2 separate regions of the Gossypium hirsutum genome follow, and region 2 is linked to region 1. A link is a contact called in public Hi-C data. All regions are on one chromosome and are shown on one strand. Each heading gives the region's core, a stretch centred on a gene start, on an enhancer-like site or on the middle of the called end of the contact. The rest is flanking DNA. Distances are from core to core; before and after follow the strand shown.

Region 1 (7,030 bases), core at 2,227-4,726:
AATTAAAATGTCACACCAAAGAAATTAATAGAAGAATTTCAATGATGATAACAACTAGACTTAAATTTTTTAAATTTCAAAAGTAGACTATATTTCTAAAAATAAAAGTAGATGAATTAAATTTCAAACATACGAAGTATACAAATAATTAAATCATATTTTAACCTTTAAATTTTACTCTATAATTTAAAATAAGTAAATAATCAATTCAATACGAAATGCGTACTAAGAAACATACTAATCACTTATGTATATATATAAATAAGGAACACTTGCATTTTTTTTATTTTTTTGTAATTTTCAATTTCAAATGAGTTGTTATTCTACCATTGTGTCATCATTAATTTGAATATAATCATTGGTGAGACCCATTTAATTTAACATAACTTTAATAATTCTAAAAGAAATCAAATATAGGATAAAGATTATGTAAATAATTACTTTTAAGGAAGAAAGGAAGGAATGTAAAGGAAATGTTTAATTGTGTTATTGGTATTAGTATTTTTTACGCATTTAAAATTTAATCCCTCTCTTTTTAATTTCAAAATTAATCTTTTTATTCTTGGTTTAATAATAGAATTTTAGTTGATAATTCTATAAAAAGAATTCCATTAAATTGAATTATGTAACATATATAAAAGAAATATGCTGATGAGGCCAATTTAGTGCTTGTAGAAGTAATTTAAGAACAAAAATGACTTTCACTTTCATTCTTTGAAGCAACTTAAAACTCCCAATCAATATTGGATACCTTCCAACTCTACTATATTCAACATTTGTTTCTTTGTTTTACTTTTCATGTGTGTAATATTAATAATTTCTGTATTTTTTATTTTGAAAATAATATATAATTTAATTTAACAAAAATCTTTTGTCAACATTATCAATTGAATTTCAATCATGGCAGTCAATATGATAACAATATTGATTGGCATGTATCGTTTCATAAATTAATAATGTCGTCTTCATGAACCTCCATAGAATTATTGGTTTTCCTCGAAGGGTTGTGAGGATTTGTGTTCTGATGACTCCAGTTCTTGTTTGGTTGCTCTCTATTCAGTATTGTTAATGATCTTGTTTGAGCAACTATCAGTCAAAATCCCACGACTGAATGATTCGTTTTAGTGTTTTCCTTGGTTATTGTTTTTCTTTGTTCTATTCTTCAATAAAAAAGGAAGGCTTTTGAGTTAAAAAAAACTATTTTAATTTTTCTATAATTGCATTTAAAATTAAAATGTAATCATTAAATTAAGTTATAAAACCTAATTAATAAATTTAAAAATTATATTTACATATAAATATATTTATATGAATGTAATTAAGATATATTTGCTAATATATATAATATATACAATTTAATAAAAAATAAAAATTTTTGTATGTTTAAAATATTGCAGATTTATTATTATAAATATATATATATTTACGTATTAATAAATTAAATACATTTTGACATATTTATTTGTATTATGTTGGTTTTGCATATTGTGCTTATGCCATATATTTGTTTATTTGAAATTTTATTTATCTCATGTATTATTTTTATGTTCGTATTATCTTTAATTCATATTATGTACGTATAATTTGTTATTGTTATTTAATTTATAAAAAAGAATAGTGAGGTCATTATCTAATCCATATCATTATTTATCATACAAATTAATTTTAAAAACATTTATATCTTTGTAACTTTTAATATAATTTTTGTGAATTAATAATTAACACATTCATGAATTTATGTTTTATTTTTGTGTCGTGTTATATTTTAGTTTTGTCATATCCTATTTTATGTATCGATTTGTAGGTCAATTAGTTTGATGCCTCTCTTCAAGCTGGTACTCCGGTTGGTCTAATTGGTTCAAAAACCATAACTCTAAGTCTCTACACTTTGTACATTTGGAATGTAGTCTTCCAATTTTTACTTTTAAGAATTTAATCTCTCAACTTTATGGATTTAAAAGTCTGTTTTTAAATTATATATAACCACATAATATTTTAATTGAAAATCTAACGATTTTAACTATTTCAACTAATTAATAGAATTATAAAAATATACAAACCAAATTATGTTAAAATTTAAAGTATATGATTAAATCTCAAATTTAAACATATTAAAAGGACCAAAATTAAAACTTAATTAGTTTTTATAAAATGAAAAATCAAAAGAAGAAAGAGCTGATGGTATGGGCCAAGTGTCTTAAGAAGAAACATCCTTTCAACATTCCTTTAATTAGGGACGTTAATTTGGCCTGTTAATCGAATTAATCGAAATTTATACATTTTGTTTTGTTTTTATTAAAACAAGTATAAAACATAACAAATAATAAATAAAAAATGTTCATTTGACTGAATTAACTAAATTAGTAATCACCTAATACATAAAATATATAATATTATTTATTAAGTCCAGTTAATTACCTGATTTCAACCCGAATTAACTGTTAATTAAAATTCCAAAAATCCTTTAACCGAATTAGATCGATTCAATCGATTAATTCGATTTTAACCGAAGTTTGAACACCCGTATATAAGTATAGATTAATTTAATATTGTATTCACGTTAAAAAATTGATTTTATAAAATAAAATATTGATCCACATTATTTAAAAGGGTAAAAACAATCATATATTCATATAAATTTATGTTATTTTTATTTTGTATTGTAATTGTTTTTTACGTTTCAATTCATAGCATATTTTTGCATATTATATGTATTATGTTGATATCATGTCATTACCGATAATTTTTCATGCTAATTAAATTTAAAATAAATATTTGTACGTGATTTTTAATATTAATTTTAGTACATTCATAACTGCTTTACATAATTGTTTTTGTGTCATCATATTTTTTCAATATGAATTATATAATATTTTATTATAATTATATAAAATTAGTTTATTTTATTTTATTATATTTGAAATTTATGATTATCTCTCTCAATAATATTATTTTCAACATTCGATCTTATATTTTCTCAATTGAGAATGCAATGTACCTATCACTTTTTTGATTGATTGTATAATTAAGAAATCATATTTATTTTAATTATTTAAATGCAAATTGACCGCATAAAGATTTTTAATTATTCGTATTAATATTTAATATATTTATTTGAGTGAGTATATTTGAACGTACTTTTGTTTAAATTCATCAAATTTAACTTAATTTATGGGATGAAATCTTTGATTCTTTATGAATATATCAATTAAATAATGGGATATTAATTTTGATTATTAATATTATTTATTAAGATGCCAAATGGCATATATCTAACTATGCCAAGCAAGCAATGTTTCCTAAATTTTAACCTTATATTAAAATTGAACAAATTTTATTGAATTTGAGTGGAAATTGACTTTTTTTTTAAATAAAAAAAATCCAAACTATACGGACAGATTACCGGGAATCTACATTCAACGAACCAAAATCATCATCTTTTTGAGAGAGTTTCCACCTGTAATAAAACAAACCCAAGTTCAGTGAATCTCCCCACTTTCCATTATATTAAATGGCCGTCCCTTTCATTCTTTTGCTTGTCCCACTGCCCTCTCCAATCACCTTACACAAAATTCCCTGTTTCAGACTTGTCCTTTTCTTACGAACTTCCATTTCCATTCCTTTGTGAATTCTCTTCAGAAAATGAAAAAACAATGTATGGGAATCAATCTGACAACACTTGCAGATTACAAATCCAACTGAATGGTTTGGAGCCGGAAATGATGGCCTCCTTCAATAGAAGCTGGGCTCAGCAGACCGAAGAGAGTTACCAATTGCAGTTGGCGCTGGCTTTGCGGGTTTCTTCGCTGGCTGCTTCTGCTGTTGATTCCAACTTCTTGGATTTCAATTCTGATGCTAACACCAACAGAGTTTCCTCCTCCTCTTCCTCTTCTTCTTCTTCTTCTTCTTCTTCTTCTTCTTCACCTCAGCATGTGTCTCATCGATTCTGGGTATCACTTCATTTTTTCTGTTTCTTTGAGTTTACTTCTTTTTGTCCTTGAATTGTTGGTTAGTAAAGGGTTTTATGCTTTATGGTTGATGATTTAATTTATGTTACTATGTTTTCCATGATTATGAGGATAATGTCTGTGTCGTATACATTAAATATTGGATTTTCTATTTATAATGTTTCTGCAATTTCACTTGGCCATTTTGTTCAAGTTTTCATGTTTATAATTTTTTGGAATTAAAAATCTGAGTGACCATGTCCTTCATAGTTTTTGTGATGTTTATCTCTTGTTGGTTGAACAATGTGTTTATATTTAGAATATTTCTATGAAACCATATTTTTGGTAATGGTAATAAAAACATTTTTCATCAAGTTTAAGCAGGCAAATAGTATTTTATGTTGGAAAAAGTAGTTCTGGATTATTTTTCTTGGTGGTTGATGAATTTTACATCCCAATGACTGAAGAAGTTCAGAAAACAAGTTTAATGATTCATATGAAGAATTTCTAAGGTACTCTGATTTCCTTTGGTTCAGGTAAATGGCATTCTGTCTTACTTTGATAGACTTCCAGATGGATTTTACCAAGTCAATGGGATGGATCCTTATGCATGGACCTTAAGTGCTGATCAAGGAGAGATTGGCCTGATGCCCTCCATCGAGTCATTGAGGGCCATTGATCCGCATGCTGATTTGTCTATTACTGTTGTTCTGATTGATAGAATAAGGGATCCTAGTTTGAAGGAACTTCAAAATTGGGTTCTCAAAATATCTAGCAGCTGGATCAGCACAAAAGATGCAATTAATCGGCTAGCATGTCTTGTCTGTAACCAAATGGGGTATGCATGTTCTTCATTTTGCATCAGTTTTAGATTCAATGGTTTTATGTCATATCTCTTAGGAATAAAGTTTTGTTGTTACCGACAGGGGTGCAGCTTCTTCTGAAGAAGATGTTTATAGACAATGGAAGGAGTGCACCGAAGTTCTGAAAAACTGCTCAGGCTCTATTGTATTTCCAATTGGAAGCCTATCTGTTGGCCTTTGCGTCCATCGTGTGTTACTGTTTAAGGTATATCTCTGAATACAAGCTAGCTATCATTTCATGTGTGTATACATACATATATTTGAGTACGTATTGGTTAATTTCAGTCGATGTTTTATTTCTGAGTGGCTGTTAATCAAAATGCTTATAGAACGGAAAACGTTGTCAAATTATAACTTTTGCAGATATTAGCAGACTTGGTTAATCTACCATGTCGCATCACAAAGGGTTGCAAATATTGCAGGAGGGAAGATGCTTCATCCTGTCTTGTGCAGTTGGGTCCTGACAGGTAAATTGGAATTGACTCTCACGCTTCACAAGTGTTTATTGGAATGTACATAGGTTTTATTTAGGTGGTTATGTGTCAAATTTTTTCAAATTGAAAGCTTATTGAATGATGAATTTTTAATGTCTCAAATTGATCCTTATAAAGTAGTTAGACTTTTTTGTTGGCATTTTATTTTGAAGTTAGAACTCTATGAAGCTATTATTGAGAAGATCCAGCTCCCTTTCCTCTCATTCCATGCTTTAACATGCAAATTTCCAGGGAATATTTGGTTGATTTGTTTGAGGAGCCAGGAGCCTTAAGTCAGCCTGATTCCTCACTCAATGGTACTTCATCAATTTTAGTTTCTTCACCGCTGTGTCATCCAAGATTTAAACCGGTTGAGATTGCTACAAACATCAAGACATTGGCCAAACTCTATTTCATTGATGATCAATCCCATAAACATGCTTGCGTTGATGCTTCCTCAGGTTATTCTCTTAAGTTATTCGTGCACTTACAAAAAGACGATGTGCTTGATGTATTTTTTTTTATAGTCAAATATTTGAGGACAAGTACTTGAATTGAAGAAGTGCTTTTTCAGTCAAATATCTATCTATCTATCTATATATATATTATTCGCTATCTCATTCACTCTTTAACCCCCTGAAGTTGCAATTGCTAAAGTTCAATAGTTTTGATGTTCAAAATGGTTTCTTAGAATTGCATGTCGAATACGACCTAAAAAAGTGATAAATTGAGCTTGCTTGAGAAATTAACTACCGCCCAATACATGGTTTTGACAATTTTTCTGGTCTTTGATTACTGCAGACAATGCTAGCAATAAAAATGAGCAAACTGGTCCACAGCCTAGGAAAGCATTTGATAGAAACTACTTTAACAAGAACAGCCACTTTTCCACCTTAAGCAACAACAAAGAATCTTCTCTTTCACCTCTGCACCAGAGCACTTTGTGGAATATTGGCTGTGATAAAGATCTTCAGATGCTGAACTCTTCAAATTTGTTGCCAAAAGCCATCAACCCAACACACTTGATCAGATGTCCTCCTCTGCCAAGTTCTGTTACATCTCACATGCACAAAGATGTTTATCAAGCTTTTCCATACTCAGATCCAATGCAATGTACTATTAACTTCAAGCAATCAGATGATCCAGTAATGAGCTTTGACCAGGAAGATCTGAATATTCCTTGGAGCGAACTTGTTTTAAAAGAGAGAATTGGAGCAGGTATATGATGTTTTAAACTCTGAAGAACATAAAAACTGCATGATTTAGTAACATTGGACACTGCTTATTTCTCATTCAAGAAGTGCATTGTATTTTATCTTATGGTATGTTCAAAGATCATACATTAAGGATGCTAATAAATGCTTTTCAGGTTCTTTTGGAACTGTTCATCGTGCTGAATTTCGTGGTTGTGTAAGCACATCTTACTCGTGTTTGTATGGATTTCTTCTTGTTTTCGTAACTTCCCCCTTTTTTCGTTGTATGAATGAGGGAGCTCATAAATTGAGTTTTTTCCTTAGTTCGTGCTTTTCTTGGAGGTGCAGAACTTGTGAAATTAAATAGAAAATCCTAAATCTCCCTTCTCAAACATGGTTCCACATTTGATTGTCTTTGAAGGCACCCAATTCAATTGTTTATATCAGATTACTACTCCTAATTAACTTATGAATCCACTGTCATCGTGTATGAACTGTTAAAACTTATTTTATACAACATGTGCCTTCAGGAAGTTGCTGTCAAAATTCTCATG
Region 2 (7,030 bases), core at 3,260-5,759, 340 kb after region 1:
TGTCGTATTCTGTTCTAGGGATAATATATAGATGCCTTAGATCCATTGGTAGGATAGTTGACTGCAGAAAGAAAATATGTAAGGACCATCAATTGGATTATACATTAAAGGAGATCTTAAATTTGCTAGTTGAAATTTCCTACAGTGTGACTATAACTATTACAAGATTTCTATGGTTAAGGAGTGGGGATACTCTGATCCAGTAATGGAGACTTTGGACCTGGATAGAGATCAAAAGTTTTCTGTTGACCAGATTCATGTAATGGTCAACTTAGAGATGGTTTCTTCAGTAAAACTGGGATTTATTATTTGGATATTGCCTTGCTGCTTGTCTTTTCTCTGTCATTCAAAATTTAAATGATTTTGCTTAGAAGGAATCACTGTTTCAAATTTTAAATATCAATTATGTGCATTTTCTAATAATGTATAAAAAAAAGTAAACGTTTTTACATAAGAGTATAAAGTTTTCTCAAACCATAAAGTATATATAACTGTAATAATTTCCCAGGTCAATTATGTTTCTGCTCATGACAATGAAACCCTCTTCGACATTATCAGCTTGAAGGTATGCTCATGATCATACTGTGTATAATGTTCTATTGTACTTATCAGAAAAAGGGAATAAAGTCCAATTTTACTCAACTATGACTATTAACTTTGCCCCTTGCAGACTCCAGTGGGAATATCGGTGGAAGATAGGTGCAGGATGAATCATTTTGCAACAAGTATAATTGCACTGACACAGGTTTTCCCCTCGCTAGTACTCAATATTTACATATCTGCATTGACCTATGGTCATAATATATAATAGGAACTTAAGATAAATGGTAACAGGAAATGTACCCCCCAACAAGAAGCTATGTTCAAAATGATTTAATATCTTTGTCCCAGATGGCCTGATACTGACACAAGACTAGAATTTGCATTGGGCACAAAATTGCCTAGCCTTTGAATAACTTATCCAGAATTAGGTTGAATATTAAACTGGTGCAATCTTAACCCATTTTGCTATTTGTAGGCTTTTGAAAACTTATGTTCCAATCTGGTGAAGTGAAGCTATTGATTCCCTACACATGATTGCGTTTATATTTATCAGATACAAATCTAGTTTTGATCCCATAGTCTAAAACACAATCAGGTCAAGATACCAGTATTTAAATAAATGTCTGGTTTATCTCGTTTTGCACAATAAATAAATAAATAAAATAAGCTCCTAAAATTATATAAAAATAGATGATACAAAACTGAAGTACATATGTTTACTCTCTCTCTCTGTGAACCTTAGTTGTTTTAAACCCTTTGGTCTTTATCCTCTACTGTTTTAGATGAGTTTGGTTCATTTTGTAGCAATGAAGTCTGTAACTTTTAAGGATCAAGCAAACGGTTTAGTATAATCTATGATGATCACTGCTCCATTTGCTGACGATTTGATGTTGTACTGTTGCTTTTTGTTTTATTTTGTTTTGTACAATTGTAGGGAATACCATTTTTTCATGCTGGGGATGAAATGCTTCGCTCAAAATCACTTGATCGTGATTCATACAACTCTGGTGATTGGTTCAATAGGTCTGATTTTCCATTTTACAAGTTTTCTTTCTACTTGTTATTTCAAAATTTGACTCTCTTTCTGAAAAAAATGATAGTCAATTATATCAATGATGATATTCTCAAAAAGTTGTTGCCCCCTCAACCTCATTTTTTGCTTGCCATAATTTCCAGACTAGACTTCACGTACAATTCTAACAACTGGGGCGTTGGGCTTCCTCCAAAACAGAAAAATGAAAACAGCTGGCCATTGTAAGCATCATCTTTTTTTCTGTTTTTTTTTTTTTTTTGGTTAACAGGGGTCACTTTTTGATGCTAAAATATCTTTTTGGCTAGTTAGTGCACAAGTATTCTACTTCTGAATTTTGTTGTATGATATCCCTAATGATCTTGGGTTTTGTTGTTGCAGGATACAGCCAAGACTAGCAGATCCCTCCTTCAAGCCTCAAAGGAGTCACATTCTTGCAGCTGTAGAGAACTTTACGGATGTCTTACGTATACGGTATTCTTCACCTCTTTTCCGTTTAAGGACAGCAAATACTATCCAGGTGAGGAAAGCCATTTATGACTTTGCCTTTACAAGGTTTAGTTTGAGATTCTATGACATTGTTGTGGAATTGAATCAAGGATACAGTTTTGTTTGTTAACTGCACAAAAAAGTTAACGGTTTTAGGTCAAACCAAGGTTAACTACATCTTTGTTGATAACCAGACTGAACTCATGTGAGATCCTTGCCATTTTCACCTTTTTGTGGCGTTGATAAAGGAATGCATGCCGGGGTAGTAAATTTTCCGAAAGTTCAATCAATTTCTTCCTATGTCATTGTGAAAGTAGAACCCAGATAAATGCATTTTTCCTACACTATTGTAGATCAAACTAAACTATTCCAGCTGACGTTTCCAGAAATGCAACTTGGTCATTTGGACTTGATGCTGCATCAATGGTTTTATATGCATTATATCTAGATTTGTGTTTTGTATACCTTGTATTGTTAGATATTGGTTTCCCATTTCTGCTTAATATTCAGCTTCCCTTTGTTACCTTGCGAACCCATCATTCTGAAGCTGAAGACCAACGCCTTCTTCCCCCTGTTAGCTTTAGTCTTTTTAAGAATGGATCTATTGAAAGGTAACATTAGGTGAAAGTTACACAAAAGAAACATATCGTTTTCTGCTCTCTATTGAAATGGCAAGGCTTATGTTCCCAGGAACGAGTACGGTTCCACAACACCGGTCCATCAAGTGTCCCTGGCTTCATTGTGATGAGTATCGAAGATGGTAATGAAGGCATCCCAGGGCTATCTCAGTTAGATCCCGTGTGGGTATTAATGATGTTTATAAAAATATATAATCATATATTGTAATATTGATGATATTGTGTATCGTAGTTTTGTAATTCTTTGTTATTTGCAGCTTTTCATACATTGTGGTTGTCTTCAATGCATGTCCAACTGAGGAATCATTCAGTAGCCCTACACTGCGAGGAAGAACTCTTCAACTGCATCCCATTCAAGTATCGTCAACTGATGAAACAGTCAAAAAGTCATCCTATGAAGCATCCACGGGGTGTTTCACTGTGCCTGCAAGGACAACATCTGTATTTGTTGAGCCTAGAAAGGTATGAGAAGTTTGTGGTGCTGAATTTGTCATCTGTTTTGTAAAATTTGGTGCCTAGTCATAGGGTTCTCCCTTATGCAGAAACTATACCATATTATATGGGTAATACTGGGTTGCTTACTGTACTGTGAGGGTAACGAAGCAAATAGCATAAGGATTGGTAAAGATTTTGGTGTTTAATGTAGATACTGATGAGTACATATGAATGGTAAAATCTTTCTATTTCAAACTTTGGGGTTTAAGTCAACTTGGTAATTTTGGACATGATACAATTGCATCACATGAACATGAGACAGGAAAGTAACTAAAACATAACTACAAGAACATGAGACAAAAATATGACATCAACAAAAAAATTTCATACATAAAATGACACAATGCAATAAAAATTATATAGATTATTATGAAAAAGGATAATGTTGAAGATCAGACAGTCAATGTTAAACATCAGAGAAGAAAGTTATTTAATAATAAAAAAGAAAAATGATAAAAGAGTCTTTGATTGATGACATAAATTTTAAATTTTAACAATTCAATAACTTAAATAAAAAAATTCAAATTATTCTGTATATATTTTATAAAATTTTAAAGTAAAAAAATCAAAACATTGATTTATTACATTAGAGTATAGTTGGCATAAAAAGAAAAGCGTGTTATTTTTTTCTCTTTAAATGGATCAAAAGTTCAAAGTCAAAATTACACGTAAAACACTTGGGAGGTATAGTCGACTGAAAAGGAAAAAGGAACCTTCAATGAACTTTGTAGTAAACAAGAAGTTTATCCATGGAGAAAAATGACTCACTTTCTTGGACTTCCTTTTATTGGTAATAAAGAATAACTTAATTAATTTTATGAAAAAGATTAAACTAAACTTAAACGTCTGGTAATTATGTATTATCTAAACGTGTTGTAAAAAAAAATAAATTAAACTTATTCATGATAATTATGTATTGTAAAATATCGTTTTCGATACTATAAGTCTGATAGTATTTTTTTATGAGAAATTGTTCTATTTCTTAATTATATTATATTTTTTTATTTTATTTTTTTTCCTTGAGAAAAAAATATATGTAATAAAATATAGAACAAAAGATACCAAAGAGAAAATGGCACATGTTCTTACTTTATATACTTAATCTTAGATTGCTTTCACTAATTTGAGCATTTGAGATGAGAATATTATCTTAAAAATATTATTTAAAAATAAAATAAATAGGAACAAAAGTTGACTTGGAAACTTCGGTCGTCTCCCCAGTCCCCACCGTGATGGATCGACATTAAAATAAAAGGCCACTAATTGTTCAACCTCCAAAATTGCTCAGTTTACACACAAAAAAGAAGTATTAAAATGGTGATTATTATCTTTCACTTCTTCTTGATATACAGTGCTGCAGCAGTTGGTCTTGCTCCACCCTCAACTTATCTAGATGGTTGCCAGCCGATGAGCTGCAAACGCGGCGCCCCCTCCGTGCGGTTCCCCTTCCAATTAAAAGGCCGGCAACATGAAAGCTGTGGCTCACCAGGGTTTAACCTGTCCTGCAACAACAAGAACCAGACGGTGCTGGAGCTGCCCAAATCGGTGAAGTTGTTGGTGAAGCGTATAGATTATGTAAAGCAAATGATTCAAGTGTATGCTGAAGATGGTTGCGTCCAAAATCAGCTCCCAAATCTCACAATGTCTTTGTCTCCTTTCAATCTCTTATCGGACAGTTATTATTACAGCGAACTGGGAAACTTTACTTTGTTCGAATGTTCCGATGAGGACTAATCCGACTACAGTAATGATAACAGCTTGTTTAACCAAATTAAAGCTTTCCTAGGAAGTGTTGTTTCAATCAGAAGCAAAGCATGCTGCTGATAAAGTTTAAAAATGGTGATGTGTGCAGGTGCAAGAACGAAGCTGATGATTTCAGGTACATTTGGGTAATCTAATGAGAAAATTAATGGAAAGTAATGATGATGAAACATATATCTGACAAGGATGGATCCCTGTGGGTGTTATTTGAATGCAGGTATAAGTATCGGTTCCTTTTTTCTTGCACTCAGCCTTTCTGTTGTTCTATATATGCACCATTTGCATAAAAAAGAGAAAGACGCTCAGCGCAAAATCGAACAGTTTTTGGAAGATTACAAAGCTCTCAAGCCCTCTCGATATTCCTATGCTGATATCAAGAGGATCACCTTTGATTTCAAGGAAAAGCTGGGACAAGGTGGCTATGAAACTGTTTTCAAAGGTACACTTTCCAACGATGTTTCCGTTGCCGTCAAGCTTCTTAACAATTTCAAAGGAAATGGGGAAGAGTTCATCAACGAAGTCAGCTCCATGGGTCGAATCCACCATGTCAATGTCACTCGTCTCGTCGGCTTTTGCGCCGACGGGTATAATCGAGCCTTGGTTTACGAGTACTTACCCAATGAGTCATTAGAGAAGTTCATATTCGGAGACAAAGGTGAGAATCATTTCCTGGGCTGGGAAAAGCTTCACGAAATTGCTCTAGGCATTGCCAAAGGCATTGAGTACTTGCACCAAGGTTGTGAGCAAAGAATCCTCCATTTCGACATCAAACCTCACAATATCTTGTTGGACCAGCACTTCAATCCGAAAATCTCTGATTTCGGGTTAGCCAAGCTATGTTCTAAAGAGCAGAGTGCGGTATCAATGACAGCAGCAAGGGGAACCATGGGCTACATTGCACCTGAAGTGCTGTCTAGGAACTTTGGGAACGTATCCTACAAATCAGATGTTTATAGTTTTGGAATGATGCTGCTGGAAATGGTGGGAGGACGCAAAAATATCGATGTCAAAGTGGAACATATGAGCCAAGTCTACTTCCCAGAATGGGTTTATAATCGTTTGGACAAAGGTGAAGCGTTGGGAATGAGCATTGAGAACGAAGAGCATGATAAGATAGCAAAGAAGCTTACAATTGTTGGACTTTGGAGCATCCAATGGTATCCGGTGGATCGTCCATCAATGAAATCGGTGGTTCAAATGTTGGAAGGAGAGGTTGAGCATCTCACAGTACCGCCAAATCCTTTTGCCTCTAAAGATGAAATGAGGGCTAAACTGCCCATAAACAGAGAGCTTCAAAATATTTCTGAATAATTAAGAGTATATATCAAACCAATAACCGATCTCTTATATTATAAAAAATTAAGAGTACATAAACTTTTGTTCACTTTAGAATTTAGTCCTTATTATAAAAAACTCAATGTAACTTGAAATTTTCCCACTCATTCACTTTTTATATCATCACTATTTCATCACACTTTATTTACATTCTCTTTTCAACATTCAAATTCACATAACCTATTTATGCTAATTTACAATTTAGTCCTTTTTCTACTACTTCATTGTACTAATTTAATTTCATATATAATATTTGAACATCCACAATTAATTAAACCAATTTAGCATACTCTATTCTTGATTTAAATTAAATAAATTAAAATTATCGAAGTACTTATATTGTCTCTTTAATCTCCTCACTTTTTCCACAACTTTCTCCAGTTCCACTTCCAATTTCTTTCTTCCAAGATGATATTCTTACTCTCTAATGTCTCTACTTCACTTCTCCCTTTGGGTGACTATAGAAATTTTCAGGAAATTTGGGAGAAAAAATGGATTTTATGGTGAAAGACCAAATTGTAATAAAAACAAAATTTTCTTCTCTACCTCTCTCACTCACGTTGGAACATGGAAGGATGATGATTTCTCTTCATCTTTCCTCTCTTTTTTATACTAACATTTTCATAACAAAATATTAATATTATAGTATTTATCTAATTATTAATTTAAAATATCATTAAAATATCTCCCATTTCATCATCACAATCTAGAATTTTCTCATTTTAATTGACCATTCTGT

The links. Hi-C and Micro-C count contacts between places; a contact is called where the count stands out from the background.
Region 2: a contact with region 1 is called in a Hi-C map of leaf, with 1.6 times the contacts expected there. The contact joins the promoter of LOC121229089 here to the enhancer-like site in region 1. A contact is called at or near these places in 2 of 34 Hi-C or Micro-C datasets (both in leaf).

Annotation. Positions count from the first base shown.
Region 1 is chrA05:35,788,420-35,795,449 of Gossypium_hirsutum_v2.1, forward strand. It overlaps the pseudogene LOC107904362. Among protein-coding and RNA genes, the nearest start is that of LOC107903040, 12 kb to the right of the region's middle. Within about 2 kb of position 3,477, at least 6 of the 9 cell types and tissues checked have an H3K27ac peak or open chromatin away from gene starts, as enhancers often do. A contact at or near this core is called in leaf, where this site is marked.
Region 2 is chrA05:36,123,408-36,130,437 of Gossypium_hirsutum_v2.1, forward strand. It overlaps LOC121229089 (putative RING-H2 finger protein ATL21A), which reads left to right and starts at 4,510. Exons shown (of 1, transcript XM_041112320.1): 1 at 4,510-4,929. The coding sequence starts at 4,510. The coding sequence ends at 4,929. LOC107904350 (pullulanase 1, chloroplastic) reads left to right here. Exons shown (of 27, transcript XM_041112317.1): 21 at 509-565; 22 at 671-745; 23 at 1,478-1,566; 24 at 1,720-1,797; 25 at 1,955-2,093; 26 at 2,753-2,862; 27 at 2,958-3,390. The coding sequence ends at 3,168. LOC107904352 (rust resistance kinase Lr10) reads left to right here and starts at 4,933. Exons shown (of 2, transcript XM_016830697.2): 1 at 4,933-5,074; 2 at 5,174-6,428. The coding sequence starts at 5,032. The coding sequence ends at 6,267.